3 separate regions of the Mus musculus genome follow, and all the other regions are linked to region 1. A link is a contact called in public HiChIP or PLAC-seq and promoter capture Hi-C data. All regions are on one chromosome and are shown on one strand. Each heading gives the region's core, a stretch centred on a gene start, on an enhancer-like site or on the middle of the called end of the contact. The rest is flanking DNA. Distances are from core to core; before and after follow the strand shown.

Region 1 (4,779 bases), core at 1,548-4,047:
GAGGCTTGTTTTGTGTCTGATTATATAGTCAGTTTTGGAGAAGGTACCATAAGATGCTGAGAAGAAGGTATCTTCTTTTGTTTTAGGGTGAAATGTCCTGTACATATCTGTTAAATCCATTTGGTTCATAACTTCTGTTAGTTTCACTGTGTCTCCATTTAGTTTATTTTTTCATGACTTGTCCATCGGTGAGAGTGGAGTGTTGAAGTCTCCCACTGTTATTGTGTGAGATTTAATGTGTGTTTTGAGCTTTAGTAATGTTTCTTTTACAAATGTTGTAGCCCCTTGCACTTGGGGCATATATGTTTAGGATTGAGAGTTTGTCTTGACAGATTTTTCCTTTGATGAGTATGAAGTGTTCTTTTGAGAACTTTTGGGTAGAAGTCTATCTTATTGGATATTAGAATGGCTACTCTCCAGCTTGTTTTTTTTTTTTTTTTGGGGGGGGGGGAACCATTTTCTTGGAAATTTTTTCCAACCTTTTACTCTGAGGTAGTGTTTGTCTTTGTCACTGAGGTGTGTTTCTTATATGCAGCAAAATGTTGGGTCCTGTTTACATACCCAGTCTGTTAGCTTTGTCTTTTTATTGAGGAATTGAGTCCATTGATGTTGAGAAGAATTAAAAACCAATAATTGTTGCTTCGTGTTATTTTTGTTGTTACAGGTGGTATTATGTTTGTGTGGTTCTCTTCTTCTGGGTTTGTTGTAAGATGATTAATTTCTTGGTTTTTCTTGTGTGTAGTTTCCCTCCTTGTGTTGGTGCTTTCCTTCTAGTATCCTCTGTGGGGCTGGATTAGTGGAGAGATATTGTTTTAATTTGGTTTTGTCATAGACTATCTTGGTTTCTCCATCTTTGGTGATTGAGAGTTTTGCTAGTTATAGTAGCCTGGGCTGGTATTTGTGTTCTCTTAGGATCTGTATGACATCTGTCCAAGATCTGACTTTTAGAGTCTCTGTTGCAAAGTCTGATGTAATTCTGATTGGTCTGCCTTTATGTGTTCCTTGGCCTTTTTCCATTACTGCTTGTAATATGCTTTCTTTGTCCTGTGCATTTGGTATTTTGATTATGTGACAGGAGGATTTTCTTTTCTGGTCCAATCTATTAGGTGTTCTGTAGGCCTCTTGTACACTTATGGCCATCTCTTTCTTCAGGTTAGGGAAGTTTTCTACTATGATTTTGTTGAAGATGTTTTCTGGTCCTTTGAACTGGGAATCTGCACTCTCTTATATTCATTCCTATTATTCTTAGGTTTGATCTTTTCATTGTATCCTGAATCTCCTGGATGTTTTGGGTTAGAAGCTTTCTGCACTTTGTATTTTCTTTGACTTTTGTGTCAATATTTTCCATGATATCTTCTACACCTGAGAGTCTCTCTTCTATCCCTGTATTCTGTTGGCGATGCTTATATCTGATAACTCCTGATCTCTTTTCTAGGTTTTCCATCTCCAGGGTTACCTACCTTTGTAATTTCTTTATTGTTTTTATTTCCATTTTTAGATCCAGGGTGGTTTTGTTCAATTTCGTCACCTGTTTGATTGTGTTTTCCAGTATTTCTTTAAGGAATTTATTTGTTTTCTCTTTAAGGGTCTACCTGATTACCTGTGTTCACCTGTATTTTTTTAAGGGAGTTCTTTATATCTTCCTTAAAGAGCTCCATCATCTTCATGAGATGGGATTTTTAGGTCTAAATCTTGCTTTTCAGATTTATTAAGATATCCAGGGCTTGCTGTGGTGGGAGAACAGGGTTCTGATGGTGCCAAGTGGCATTGGTTTCTGTTGCCTATATTCTTGCACTTGCCTCTCATCATCTGGTTATCTCTAATGTTAACTAGCCTTGCTGTCTCTGACAGGGACTGGAGCTTGTCCCTCCTTGTAGGAAGGTAGAGCTCTGGGAGCTGCGTTAGAGCAGACCTTCTGGGAGGCAAACATTGCTGTCTCTGGTTAGGGGGACCTCCTGTGTCCCTAGTTAGGCAGGCTTCCTGTGACCCTGGTTATGCTAGACCTCCTGAGAGTCAGGCTGTCTCTGGGTGTGGACAGGTGAGCTGGAGCACCAAGTCTGCCCTCTTTGTGGACCAGAAGGAAGATGTGTCTCCCATAGGGTGGATATGTCCTGCATCTGCTGGGCCCTTTGGGGGTTCCAGTTAGGCCATATATTGGGGTGGGGGGGCCTTACCTATGAGTCTGATTATGACAGATCTCTTGAGAGTCAATCTGTCTCTGGGTGGAGGGTGGGGGGAGGATGAAGCACCTGATCTTCCCCTGGCTGAGTGGTGTACCAGAAGGAAGTGACTTGTGTAATTTAATGAATGCATGGAAATAAAAAAATGGGGGATGGCGATGTGGCTCAGTTAGCCCCAGCTAACTCAGGAGGTGAAGGGATGAGGCAGTTCAAGTCATTCCTGCTACATGTCAAGTTTGAGGCTAGCCTGAGCTACATAAAATCTTGTCTCAAAAACAGAGAAAAAAAGAGAAAGAAATCACTATGAGTGACACCATCAGTAGACCAAGATGAAAAAGGGTGGTGTCTCTGACAAGATATGGTGTTGCTAGCCCACACACCATCATAACTGAAAAAGACCCAAAAGTCACTTGATTTTACAAGTTACTGGCTTTTATAGAAGACATTCCAGAGCTGACCATACTGGAAGTGAACCATCTATTTCTGCTGAGAAGTACAGGCCCTCTCACTCCTCTCTGAAATTTCTGGAAAATGTATCTCCTGCCTGGTGTGTCAGATGCTCAGCCCCCTCCCTCTCACTCTTCCGGTGTCATTACTCACTTCTCAATTTCTCTTCCTAAGTAAGATTCAAGGAGGTGGCAAATAAAAGCTGTAGTCTCTGTCAGATTCTGGCACTGAGAAGTGGCTGTGAAACATGAGTGATTCTAAGGAAATGGGGAAGAGGCAGCTTCGCCCTCTGGGTGAGACTGAGCTGGTGCTCTGGGAGCTTGGGGAAGGGGCACAAATAGGTCAGTGTTTGTCTCCGACTACCCTATATATGACTGACGCTCTATTCACTTAGATGAGGAACTGCTGACATCCAGCCACACCAGGCACTCCATCAAAGGCTTTGGCTTCCAAACAAATTCTGGATTCAGTAGCTTCACAGGTAAAACAGAATGAGGGACTATGGAGTGGTCAGCTCCAGACATAAACTTAGTTTCTGTGGGGGGGGGGGGGTAGAGTTTGGGACTCAGGCCACTGATGTTCAGAGAATTGGAAGCTCAGATCCTGAATCTGGAACCTGGGAACTGTAGAAGCTATGATATGAAATTCTGTACCTTGGGAGTGAGAGATGGATTGCCTGACTGGGGCCACAATAAATCAGGAATGCTGAGGTGCTAAATTTTAACCCTTCTCTCCCACAGGGTGCCTGGTCCACAGTCAAGTCCCCTTGGCACTGCAGGTGCTCTTCCTAGCTGTTTGTTCTGTGCTGCTGGTTGTCATCCTTGTCAAAGGTCAGGCAGGATTGGTGTTTGGGGCTCCTAAGTCTGGCTCTTCAAACGAGGGATCCAGAAGGGAGGAGCAACTGACTGGGACTGTGTCTTCATGGTCCTTTGAATAGAGGAGTTCTGCACAGAGACACTGGCTGCACTTGCCTTAGACATCCAATTTTCTTTGGTTATTAGATATCTTCCTCATCAAATAGGACTAAGTAAGACCTTGGGTTTTGAAAATGATGCTAGACTGGAGACATTGTTCAAGTGGTAGAATGCTTACCTCACAAGCTCAAAAAGCTGTGCTCCATCCCAAGCACTGCATAAAACTGGGTGTAATGGTACATCCCTATAATCCCAGCACTCAGGAAGCAGAGGAAGGAGAGGTTCATAGAGGCAGCTACATCAAAATTTTGATGTAGTCTGAACTATATGAGACTATCTAAGAGAGACGGGGGGGGCAGAAGGAGAGAAAGAGAGAAAGAGAAAAAGAGGAAGGAATGAGGAGGGGAGAGAAGAAGGAGGTAGAAAAGGGGGAGAGGACAAAGGATATCTTGGTCCTGGGGGCCCAGTATAGACCAAAAAACACAGTAAGCATTTAATAACTGCAGTGACTATATTTTCTTGGCCCAGTCTACAAAATACCCAGTTCTCAGGAAGAAAACAATCAGATGAATGTCTACCAAGAACTGACCCAGTTGAAGGCTGGCGTAGGTGAGTGACTGGAAGTGAAGGCGCTCACACCCTGAAAAGGTTTACATAGATCACCTTGCTTAAATAACTCCTCTTCACTAAGCCTCACGTCCCTAACCTGTGGGATGGACATGCAGGGTAATGATGAGGCAGGCATCTCACTAGTGTTTGACTAGAGTCCATGCACACAATAAGCAGTCAGTATTCATAGGGATTATGTACAAAATAAGCACTCAATAGTCACAGGAGACTGAACAGAATAGGCACTCAATGTTCACAAGAGTATGTTCAAAGTAAGCTCTCAATGTTCACAGGGGTATGCACATGTTAGACACTCAGTGTTCACAGAGATTGTGTACACATTAGGTGCTGGGTGTTCACAGGAGTATGCACATGGTAGGTACTCAGTTAAACCAGCCTCCTGGCCTCTATTCTGAGCTCTAAGACCAAACTTTTTCCAGTCTTGAAAGGATCAGGCTAGGACTCCTGGGTTCTTCTGGGTATAGAAGGAACTCAAGACATGGAGTAAGGGATGTGCTGTGTCAAGGGAGGGGCTTATTCTGGAGGGCTTGAAGGTTGAAGATGGGTCCATCCTAACCTGACCTGACCTCCCCAACAGATCGACTGTGCCGCTCCTGCCCCTGGGACTG
Region 2 (4,779 bases), core at 746-3,245, 490 kb before region 1:
TGCTCGCTGGGACGGGGCAGGAGCAGGGCTTAGAGTGATCACAATAACTGGATGGGGAAAGGAAGAAAAGAGAAAAAAAAAAACACCACAATAAATCACAACAGAAACAACCGATTTGTCCAACAGAAAAGAAATCAAATCATAATGAAGAGGAGGGGGAGGCACAAGGCACCAAACTGCAGAGATGGGTAGAAACCAACAGAGATGGGATGATGGCAGGAAGGTGTGGAGCTGACAGAGACAGACACCTGCAGGGGACTCCTTGGGGCCTGCCAGCCACTAGCCTTACCAGGTCTTACTCTGCTCTAGGGACAGGCAGCTCTTATGGCACCTAGAACCCTATTCCCAACCCTGTCTCATCCACAGGGCCGTGGAGGGATGGCCCTGGAATCCAGCAGGGGCCCAACCTCTGGTCCCAGGCAGAATCAGTGAAATGCATCCCCACCTCTGGGTATCTCCAGTTCCTGGAAGAAACTCCCAGGAAGGAAACGTGGAAGACTTTGTCCAGAAGGGGTAGGGATGGAGGGAATCCTGAATGCCTCTTCAGGAAGATGATCAAGCTGTGAAGGTCAGTCAGGCCAGGTGGCCAGGTAGTGAACAGAATTTTCACCTACAGGAGGCTGCCTTTCCCCTCTTACCATAGTGACCACACAGACAACTATAGTATGTATACTCCAAAGATTACATCACAGAGGATATAAAGAAGACATTCTGCTGAATCAAGAGGGACAGAGGAAGGGTTGGACAGAGAGGGGAGAAAAAAAGCCAGATTCTTTCAGCAAAGACAACTTGGGACAGGGGTATCTGGGATACAACAAGGATGCTAACTGTGGTCATGGTGGACAAGCTGGATGTGTGTCTAGAAAGGAAGAGGAAGCACTTTTGGTACAGGACCGTATGTCAGGAGGCAGGCCCAAAGACAGTAGGCTCAGAAAGGAGGTGCGTTTCTACTCGATGGGACTACACTGGTTACAGGTGTCTGTAGTAGTAGCAGTCACTTGAGCCCTGTAGACAAAGGCTGCCAGGCTGAGAGATGGCTATGTGTTTCCTGAGGGCTAGACAGCAATAGTGAAAAGTAGTTGGTCATTAGAGATATGAGGTGCCCCTGTATGTAGGAGGCAGTGAGCTGGGTCCAGTGACAAGGTCCTTCCAAGCTTAGAAGGAGCCATCTGATATGACCAAAGAAGTCAAATAGAAGCCTCCAATCAAAACGGATGTAGATGAGGACTTAGTGACCTACATGGGCAGATAGGCATGCACGTGTGTGGACTGTCTGCTAGGGGAGGGGACCTCTTGACAGTCACTGACTCGGCAGGAGTGGAACCACTGAATCAGAAGAGATATAACTGTTTGCAGAGTTAAAAGACTTGGTTGTAGTCACAGCGGCGTAGCTTCGAGTCTGAAAGCCTGCAAGGTGCAGGTGACAAGGCTCCGGAAGCCGACCACAGGGTGAGGGACTAAGCTCTCAGGTACCAACGGTGTGAACTTCGGGACCGCGGTACGTGGGCGGAGAGAGTCGCCCTGGAGACTGCCCACCCGACTTCCAGGTCACCGTGACCCTCTCCCTGCAAGCCGACAGCACAGAGAGTGGAGGGGAGGAGAGCTAGCGCCCCGGAAGCGGGGGCAGGATCTGCCCGGTGGGCGGGGCCTCCCAGTGCGCGCCCCGCCCCGCCCGCCCCTCCCCCACGAGGCCGTGCTTACTGGGCCTGGGCCGCTGTGGGCTGATATCCAAGTTGAGGTCGATCCTCCTGCGGGCCTCACGGTTCTCCTGCTTCAGCTTGGCTTCCAGGCGGGACAGCTTCTGCTCCAGGGAGGACGCCGCCATCTTCCCCGCCGCCGCTGCCGCCGCTCACCGCCAGGCCACCCGTCAGTCCGGGGTAGACAAACACCGCACTGCGCCTGCGCTCGGATGACCCCGCCGAGCCGCCGTCCTGCCTAGACCACCCCAGCGCGTGCCCGCCCTGCCTCGCGTGCATAACGCCGCGCGTGCGCACTGGGTTCCAGTAGGAAGCTGATGCCACCTAGAGCCCGAGGCGGGCCTCATGCATTGTCATGGCCTATCGCTGCCTTCCGCAGTGCGCATGCGTGAAGTTTCAGGCGATTAAGCGCTGTTGGAAATCACTTAAAAAAAAAAAAGAAAAAAAGAGAGAAAGCGAAGTCCGGTCAACCGCACGCCTGCGTGCAGAAGCGGGAGACCGGCCAAGCTCGCGCCTTTACTGCACACGCTTACGGCTGTTCCCAGATTATTCTTCACTTCGTGTGCATCTCTAGGGCGCTCTGGTGCCCGCGCCCTCACGGAACAACCTTCCTCGTCTAGGACGGTCTTTCATGAGGACCTGTTATGCTTAATTGCGGCCTGAACTCTCGCTGTTAGCATGGAGCCGCCTCCTCACCGTAATTAGGTGCCCATGGTAATCCCTTTCCATTTCAGCCAGTCCCAGCACAGTGAGAGTAGCCCTGACAAGTGGAGAGGGAATCCAGAGTTGGTGATTCCTGAGCTCGGTGTCAGAATCAAGGTTAAGGCCAGACTTTCTGCCCCATTCCTATCCTTTCGCCCGGAGAATCCGGACTTGAAACCAATGTTATCTGAAGACAGTCCCTGGGGTTAGATGCCTCTGCCCTGCTAGCCCCATCCCCACCCTGCATTAAGTTCTTCCAAGAGTGCTAGGATAAAGTTTGTGTGTAAATTCGGGTCGTTGAATGTGCAGGGACATTCAGCAAGAGACCAAACCCAGGAGGTCAGGCTGCGCACAACTCCGGAAGCAACAGTGAACACTTTGGGATGGGCCTTGGCCTTTAAAGGCTTCTTAGAACTCCTTTGGTAATGACCTATGGGTGGAGCAGAGAGAAGCTTAGAGTTAAAAGGATAAAAGAGGAGAGGAAAATTGGATTGGTTTTGTTTTGTTTTGTTTTGTTTTCGCAACAAGGTTTCACTGTGTAGTTCTAGCTGCCCTGTAACTCTGTAGACCCGGCTGGCCTGGAACTCAAGAAATCCACCTGCCTCTGCCTTCTGGAGTGTTGGGACTGAAGATAGGCATCACCACCATCCAACTGTTTTAGAGGGTGGGGTGAGGTAGATTCTTTAGGAAAAAAAAAAAAAAAAAACCTAGGCAGAAAACTACCCAATTTCTCTTGATTCTACTTCACCTCGTTGAAGTAACTTGGATATCCTTCCTCCCAGGACAGACAGCCTGATTTGATAGACAGGTGTCATCATTTGGCCCCAGTTATAGGCAGCTTAGACAATCATACTGTACAAGGAGGTGGAAATTACCGTTCTCGTTTATTAAGCACCCAGTGGTATATGCTCCCCTGCACAGGAAACATTCAAAAGAAAATCCCTGAATGAACTGGGAAAAAAGGTAGCCTTCACCAGCACTGGACTCAGGTGGGAATGTGTGACAGGAGACTCGGCTTACAGTTTCTTCTTTATGTTCCATGAGCATTGTCCTGAGAAAACACTGCTTAACTTGATGGGACTCCCTACGGCTCGAGAAAAGGGGCTCCATAGCTGACATGTCAGTATTCCATTCTTAGTTGTTTTGAGATGAGCTATGCTCCGTCTCCCAGGCTACCTCCAACCTTTCACGCCTCCTCCCTCCACCTCCAGAGTACTATACAGGCATCTCTACATTACATAGGTTCCACCACTCCTAGATTATGAAATGCTGAGGACGGGACCCAGGGCTGCCTGCATGTCAAGCAAGCACTCTCACAACTGAGCTTCAGTGCCAGCCCAGTCTTTATGTCAATATTTCCATTATGTGGTCTCAGGACCACCTGAATCAGAATTACCTGGCATTCTTACTTAGTAGCAGATTCCTGGCCCCACCCAATTTTTTTTTTTTTTTTTTTTGACAGGGTTTCTCTGTGTAGCCCTGGCTGTCCTGGAACTCACTTTGTAGACCAGGCTGGCCTCGAACTCAGAAATCCACCTGCCTCTGCCTCCTGAGTGCTGGAATTAAAGGCGTGTGCCACCATGCTCAGCTACCCATCCAAATTCTGAGTCAGTATAATTTCAGGGGTGGGGTGGGAAGCATGTAAGGGTTTTGTTTTCTTCCGGGCCTCTCAGCTGATTTTATTACATAGCTAAATGTGAGAGCCATTGTTCTAAGTACCCATCCCTGTCACAAAGGGCTTATAAAATCAGGACTTGCATGAAAGTTGGGATATGGAACTTTGGAACTGGACCCTGTATCCTCTCCTTAGGAGAGAACCCTAAGTATATGCTGATCCTTGTTGGGAAAGGTTGGAAATCCCACTCCCATATAGGAAACTAATTAAGCCAGAATGTTCAGAGGAAGGGCAAGCCAGCCAGCCAAAGACACAGGTGTGGTTTTGGTTGAAGAACCTAAGACTGGTTAATCCTTCCCTAAGGGGTTACACCTCAAATCTACCGCCTCCTGTTTCTCCTCCAGAAAAACCAGTCCCAGGATCTTGTCTGAGCTGCACAAAACCGACATGTCCTGCCTTCCTTCCACTCCTGCTGGACCTCTCTCCCTTGGAATACAATGTTGGGCAGAAACATGTAAAGGCCTCTGTGTCAGCCTGCCCCTTCCCCCACCAGGCTTCATTCCTCCTCCATCTTTTCCCGAACTTCTGCAGGCAGTCCCTCATAAAGGGTGTCCTCCACCAGCAGCCCCGACTTCTTCAGCCCCTTGCAGTCACCAAGTTCTTCTGGCAGTGTCTCCAACCTGTTACCCTTGAGCTCCAGACGGCTGAGGGCCTGGAGGGCAGCCACGTCAGGTGAGAGCTGAGTTAGGTGGTTGTAGCCCAAGA
Region 3 (4,779 bases), core at 1,648-4,147, 360 kb before region 1:
TCTGCTTTTTATTAGACCAGGATTCCAGAAATAGTGCACTCATGGTTAAGGTGAGTCTTTGCACTTCCAGCAACATAATCTGATACTCCCTCACAGACACACCCAAGGCTTGTTTCCATGGTGACTCTGGATCCTGTCAAGTTGATAATCAACCTTAACCATCATAGTAGGTCAGCTCATGATAGAAGAATCCTCATAAATGAGGTGACAGCCTCATAAAAGAGATACCAGAGAGCTGCCGAGATTGATCCATGGGTAGAGGTACTTACATCAAGCCTGAGTTCTATCTATGGAACCACATGGGAGAAAGAAACATATTTTCACTGTGGTATGCCTCCTGAAGTGGAGGGAGGAGAATTTGAATGCAGAGTTAACTTTGGCTACATATCAAGTTGTTTTAGGCCAACCAGAGCTGGGTGAGACTCTGAAAAACAGAGAGAGAGAGAGAGAGAGAGAGAGAGAGAGAGAGAGAGAGAGAGAGAGAGAGAGAGAGAGAGAGAGAGAGATGCAGAAACTGGAGAAATGGCTCAGGAGTTAAGAAAATATATTGCAGGGGACTTGAGTTTGGTACCCAACACCCACAATGGGCAAGAGAAAACAACCTGTAAGATGATTGGATGCCTGGTCAGATGCTTTCTTTTGGCTCCCTCAGGTACTGCACACACATACACACACACACACACACACACACACACACACACTTAAAAACGAAAACAAAACCTTTCTTTTCTCAAAAAGAGAGGAAAGCCCAGAGAACTCACTGAACCCTTCCAGTTTGGGAAGACATGATAGCAGGGAGTAATCTAAGAACTAGGAAGCAGCATCCCCAGATACCAGCTGCAGCTTCCTTCTTTAGCTCCCTGAAGTCCAGAATTGGAGACATCAGTTTCTATTGTTCTGGAGCCACTGGGGCTGTGACGAAACAGAGGGAGGCCCCTCCTATTGACCAGTGTGTGAGCAAGCACTTTGGTGGTGCTGGGGACGGGATCCAGAGCCTCATGCAAGCTACAGTTCTAGCTCTAGGGTATGGGATGTGTATGCTTGGAGCTACATGTGTCCTATAATCTCACACATTTACAGAGTGGGGGACTGCTGTCTTGTTCCATCACCATTTTCAGGGACCTCATTTGAGGCTGACATCCATTAGAGTTCTTCCCTTAAAACAGGTGAGCAACACACCCCAGCTGGGTATACTGTTTTAGTAGTTTTTGTCACCTGGGAGGGACAGAGGATCCTGAGTCATCTCAAAAGGTTAAAGCAGTACCTAGCAAGTCAAATCCAACTAGGAAAGGCTCGACACTAGGGACCACTTTGCCCTCCCATGAGGCTGAGTTTTCTATGTCAGGTAGACCAAGGTCTGCAATCTCTCTCTCTCTCTCTCTCCCTACCTCTCTCTCTCTCTCCCCTCTCTTCCCTTCCCTTCCTCCCTCCCTCCCTTCTTTCCTTTCTTCCCTCCTTCCCTGTGTGTGTAGGAGTACAGCCATGTCTATTTTAATGTGTGTACACATGTGCAAACCACAGTGAGTGTGTAGATGTCAGGGGAATACCTCAGGCATTGGTCTTCAGCTTCCATGTTCTTTGAGGCAGGGTCTTATTCCCTATTGCTGACTCCCAGCTAGCCAGTGTTGCTGATAGCCCTGAGGCTAATTATATTTGATGTTGATTCCATTCTCCTGTGAAGGGTTCTGAACAAAGACTCAGTCAGCACTCAGGCAATTTCCTGGAAACCTTTTCACCTTAATTTGTAAAATAAAGGCTAGAGCCAGTGATTGGGGACAGAGAAAGAGGGGAAGGTAGAGCTGAAGGTTTTGGGAGAAAAGGAGAGAGAGAGAGAGAGAGAGAGAGAGAGAGAGAGAGAGAGAGAGAGAGAGAGAGAGAGAAAGAGAATGACAGATGAGGAGGAAGAGGAAGAAGAAGGAGAAAGTGGAGCAGAAACACTTGGCCTGGAGAAACCGCAAGTTATAAGGGATTCATAGACAGGGAAGATGGTAGTGCAGTGGTAGATCTGCCCAATCTATGTGCACAGCATGTATTCATATTAATTGAGTTGTGTTTTCATTGCCAGGGTTTATTTGGGTTGGAGATTTACCGCAACAAGCCAGTGTACAAGTTTCCAGGGATTCTTCTGTATCTATGGCCCATCTCATTGTGGAGTGCTGGGGTTACAGATGCTAAAGCATCCAGTGTTTTTTTCCCATGGGCTCCTGGGATCAAACTCAAGTTCTCAAGCTTGCATGGCAAGCACTTTACCCACTGAGCTATCTCTCTAGTTCAATGTCTGTAAATCTCACGTGATAACATCACTAGACTACATGATATTTTACTTAAGTACTGGATTAAACCTCACCCTGAAAATTCACAGCATGGACACTTTTTTTTTTTCTTATTCTCTCTCCTTTTCCTCTTTATTTCTTTCTTCTTCTTCTCTTCATGGCCTCTAACAGTCTAACTTGCTATGTAACCTTGAAACAACCTTGAACTTTTGATCCTTCTGTTTCTATCTCACACTTTATGAGATGAGAGTTACACACCAGTTTCTATAGTGCTTGGGATTTGAAACCAGGGCCTTGTGTATGCTGGTCAAGAACTCTAATAACTGAGTCAGAGCCCCAGTTCCTCAGGGCTCCATTGCACAGCTGAGTAAACCAACTCCCATTACTAGATATAGCTTGGAGCAAGGACATTGTCATAAAAATATACAGCAAAACTCCTGGCCCAGACTGGCACCTTTTTAGCTGTGTAAAGCAATGTCTCTCTCCCCATGTCTCTTTTCCGGGGTGAGGGTGTCCCCATCCTGTTCCCTTTTTTTCCCCTGAGTCAGAGAAGAATCGACCTCACAGAGGGTGCTGCAGAGGGCCATGGGGTTATATAAATCCCAGGGCAGAGGGAAGGTGGAGAGGAGGGAGTCAAGAGAAGCAGAGGATGGCAGGAGAGCCAGAGTTCCATCAGTCAAAGAATCATGGTGAGGCTGGGTACCAACTAGGGGAAGCAGGGTCCAGGATCCAGGATCCAGGATCCAGAGAGATCTGGTCCTGGCCTCCAGCTTGGGAGAGGTGGTGATGAGGGAGGTGGCTGAGCTTTGAAGGTCAGCTGCGTATCTTCTGCCCCATTCAGAGGAGGAGGTCACATCTGGAGAGCAGGGATTTGCTGAGCATGACCCCGAGGGTCTCATTTGCAGCTCCAAGAGTTTACAAGGTACCAGGATGACTCAGGGGCAGAGGTGTCAGGGATTCTCTGCAGAAGGAACACGGCAGAGCAGGATCTGCTCCCTGGGAGCTCAGCTCTGCCCATCTGTCGGTTGTGCAGGGCATCTGACCCAAGTCCCCTGGCTTCTGCTGCTTCTCATCTCTTTGGGCCTCTTTTTGCTTATGTTGGCCACCCTGGTTCAAGGTAAGTCAGAGCAGGGCTGGGAGAGGGTGACAGGAGTACAGAATGCTTTTAGGTTGACTTGTTTGCTTTTTTTTGGGGGGGGGAGGGGAGTTCTGTTTTTATTTTATTTATTATTTTATTTTTGCACTTGTTAAGCAAGAACTCCAGCATGGGACAGTAGCTGAGCTCTTAGATTTTCCCTCTGTGGTGATCATTGCCTAGCCCCAAATTCACCACAGCTGGGACATCTAAAGTCCACATCCCTCCTTTCATCTGTGACCACCAGCAGCTTACTGTCCTTCTCTGAAATGGGGATCATCTTTCCCTTGCAACTGAACTTGGCACAGCCAGGTACTGTCATGTTCATAAGAGGGCATGGGTGTGCTCTTCTCTCTTGCAGTCTCCAGGATTCGTGCATACTCACAGGGACAGACCCAGGATCAGCAGGGTAGCTCCAGCTTGGACAAGGGTAACTGGGGCTCTAGGTGGGAGAGGACTCTGAGGTTGTACGAGGCGGGTAACCATGGGCACAGGCGTGCTGGATGCATGGCATGATGGGGGAGGCCAGAGACCTGTTGGGCCTAACAGAGTCTGAGACTCAGTGCTGTGGTCTGTGAAATGGGGTCCTGGGGTCAATATGACCACCAGTGTGATTTCATGGGTCCAGCTCTGGAGCAGGCACGCAGTTGATGCTTAATTGTTGCCAACCTCTCCTTGTAGTTGCCGTTCCTCGGGAGCAGACACACTCCGGCTTGGAGCAGATCCAGCAGATTCAGCAGCAGCTGACTCAGTTCAACGCCTCGCTGGGTGAGACTCCAAGGCCTGAGTTAGGACAGAGCAGAGGGGTCATCAGATGGGTTGGCATCCACCTTCCAGGGCTTCCACTGAGGCAGGCAGGACAGAGCACATGCATTGAGGTCTGGGTTTGGGGAGCTCTGAGTTGATAACTGAAAAAATAAGAGACCAGCTCTGGGCTCTAAGGTCCAAGGCAGAAGGGAGAAGAGAAGCCAGCCACTGAACTCAGTGTCTGCTCCGTAGCTGGCCTGTGCCGGCCCTGTCCCTGGGACTGGGAGCTCTTCCAGGGAAGCTGCTACCTCTTCTCCAGAACCCTGGGCAGCTGGGAAACCTCTGCCTCCTCCTGCGAGGATCTCGGGGCCCACCTGGTGATTGTCAACAGTGTTTCAGAGCAGGTGAGTGGGTCCATCTGTCCTGGGCATTGGACTCTAGATGATAGGAAGCTGTGGGATGTGAAGGAGATGCTGTCTGGGAGGGCTTCCTGTAGGAGGAAGCACAATGGAGTGAGGAGGTCCTCTGGGGGAAGAGCAGAGGGAAAGCAGTTGGACCTGCAGGGAGTAGAGAAAGTCTGAGTCATCGGGTAACCCTCCAGAAATACACTTGTGAACTGAGATG

Evidence for each region. Promoter capture Hi-C pulls out the DNA fragments that hold promoters and counts their contacts. HiChIP or PLAC-seq counts read pairs in DNA pulled down with a chosen protein or histone mark.
Region 2: a promoter capture Hi-C map of embryonic stem cells shows a contact between it and region 1. The contact joins the promoter of Map2k7 here to the promoter of Cd209a in region 1. A contact is called at or near these places in 2 of 39 promoter capture datasets (embryonic stem cells and liver).
Region 3: a contact with region 1 is called in an H3K27ac HiChIP or PLAC-seq map of embryonic stem cells, with 7 times the contacts expected there. The contact joins the promoter of Cd209f here to the promoter of Cd209a in region 1. A contact is called at or near these places in 1 of 39 promoter capture datasets (embryonic stem cells), 1 of 115 datasets of contacts at active chromatin or transcription factors (embryonic stem cells) and 3 of 9 other capture datasets (adipose tissue, embryonic stem cells and liver).

The regions. Positions count from the first base shown.
Region 1 is chr8:3,747,002-3,751,780 of GRCm38.p6, reverse strand. It overlaps Cd209a (CD209a antigen), which reads left to right and starts at 2,797. Exons shown (of 7, transcript NM_133238.5): 1 at 2,797-2,920; 2 at 3,022-3,108; 3 at 3,368-3,457; 4 at 4,070-4,150; 5 at 4,749-4,779. The coding sequence starts at 2,875.
Region 2 is chr8:4,235,956-4,240,734 of GRCm38.p6, reverse strand. It overlaps Map2k7 (mitogen-activated protein kinase kinase 7), which reads right to left and starts at 1,995. Exons shown (of 12, transcript NM_001164172.1): 1 at 1,702-1,995; 2 at 1-47. The coding sequence starts at 1,825. It overlaps Lrrc8e (leucine rich repeat containing 8 family, member E), which reads right to left. Exons shown (of 3, transcript NM_028175.2): 3 at 3,265-4,779. The coding sequence ends at 4,571.
Region 3 is chr8:4,103,882-4,108,660 of GRCm38.p6, reverse strand. It overlaps Cd209f (CD209f antigen), which reads left to right and starts at 2,897. Exons shown (of 8, transcript NM_026956.2): 1 at 2,897-2,962; 2 at 3,115-3,195; 3 at 3,307-3,390; 4 at 3,770-3,838; 5 at 4,090-4,176; 6 at 4,408-4,559. The coding sequence starts at 2,923.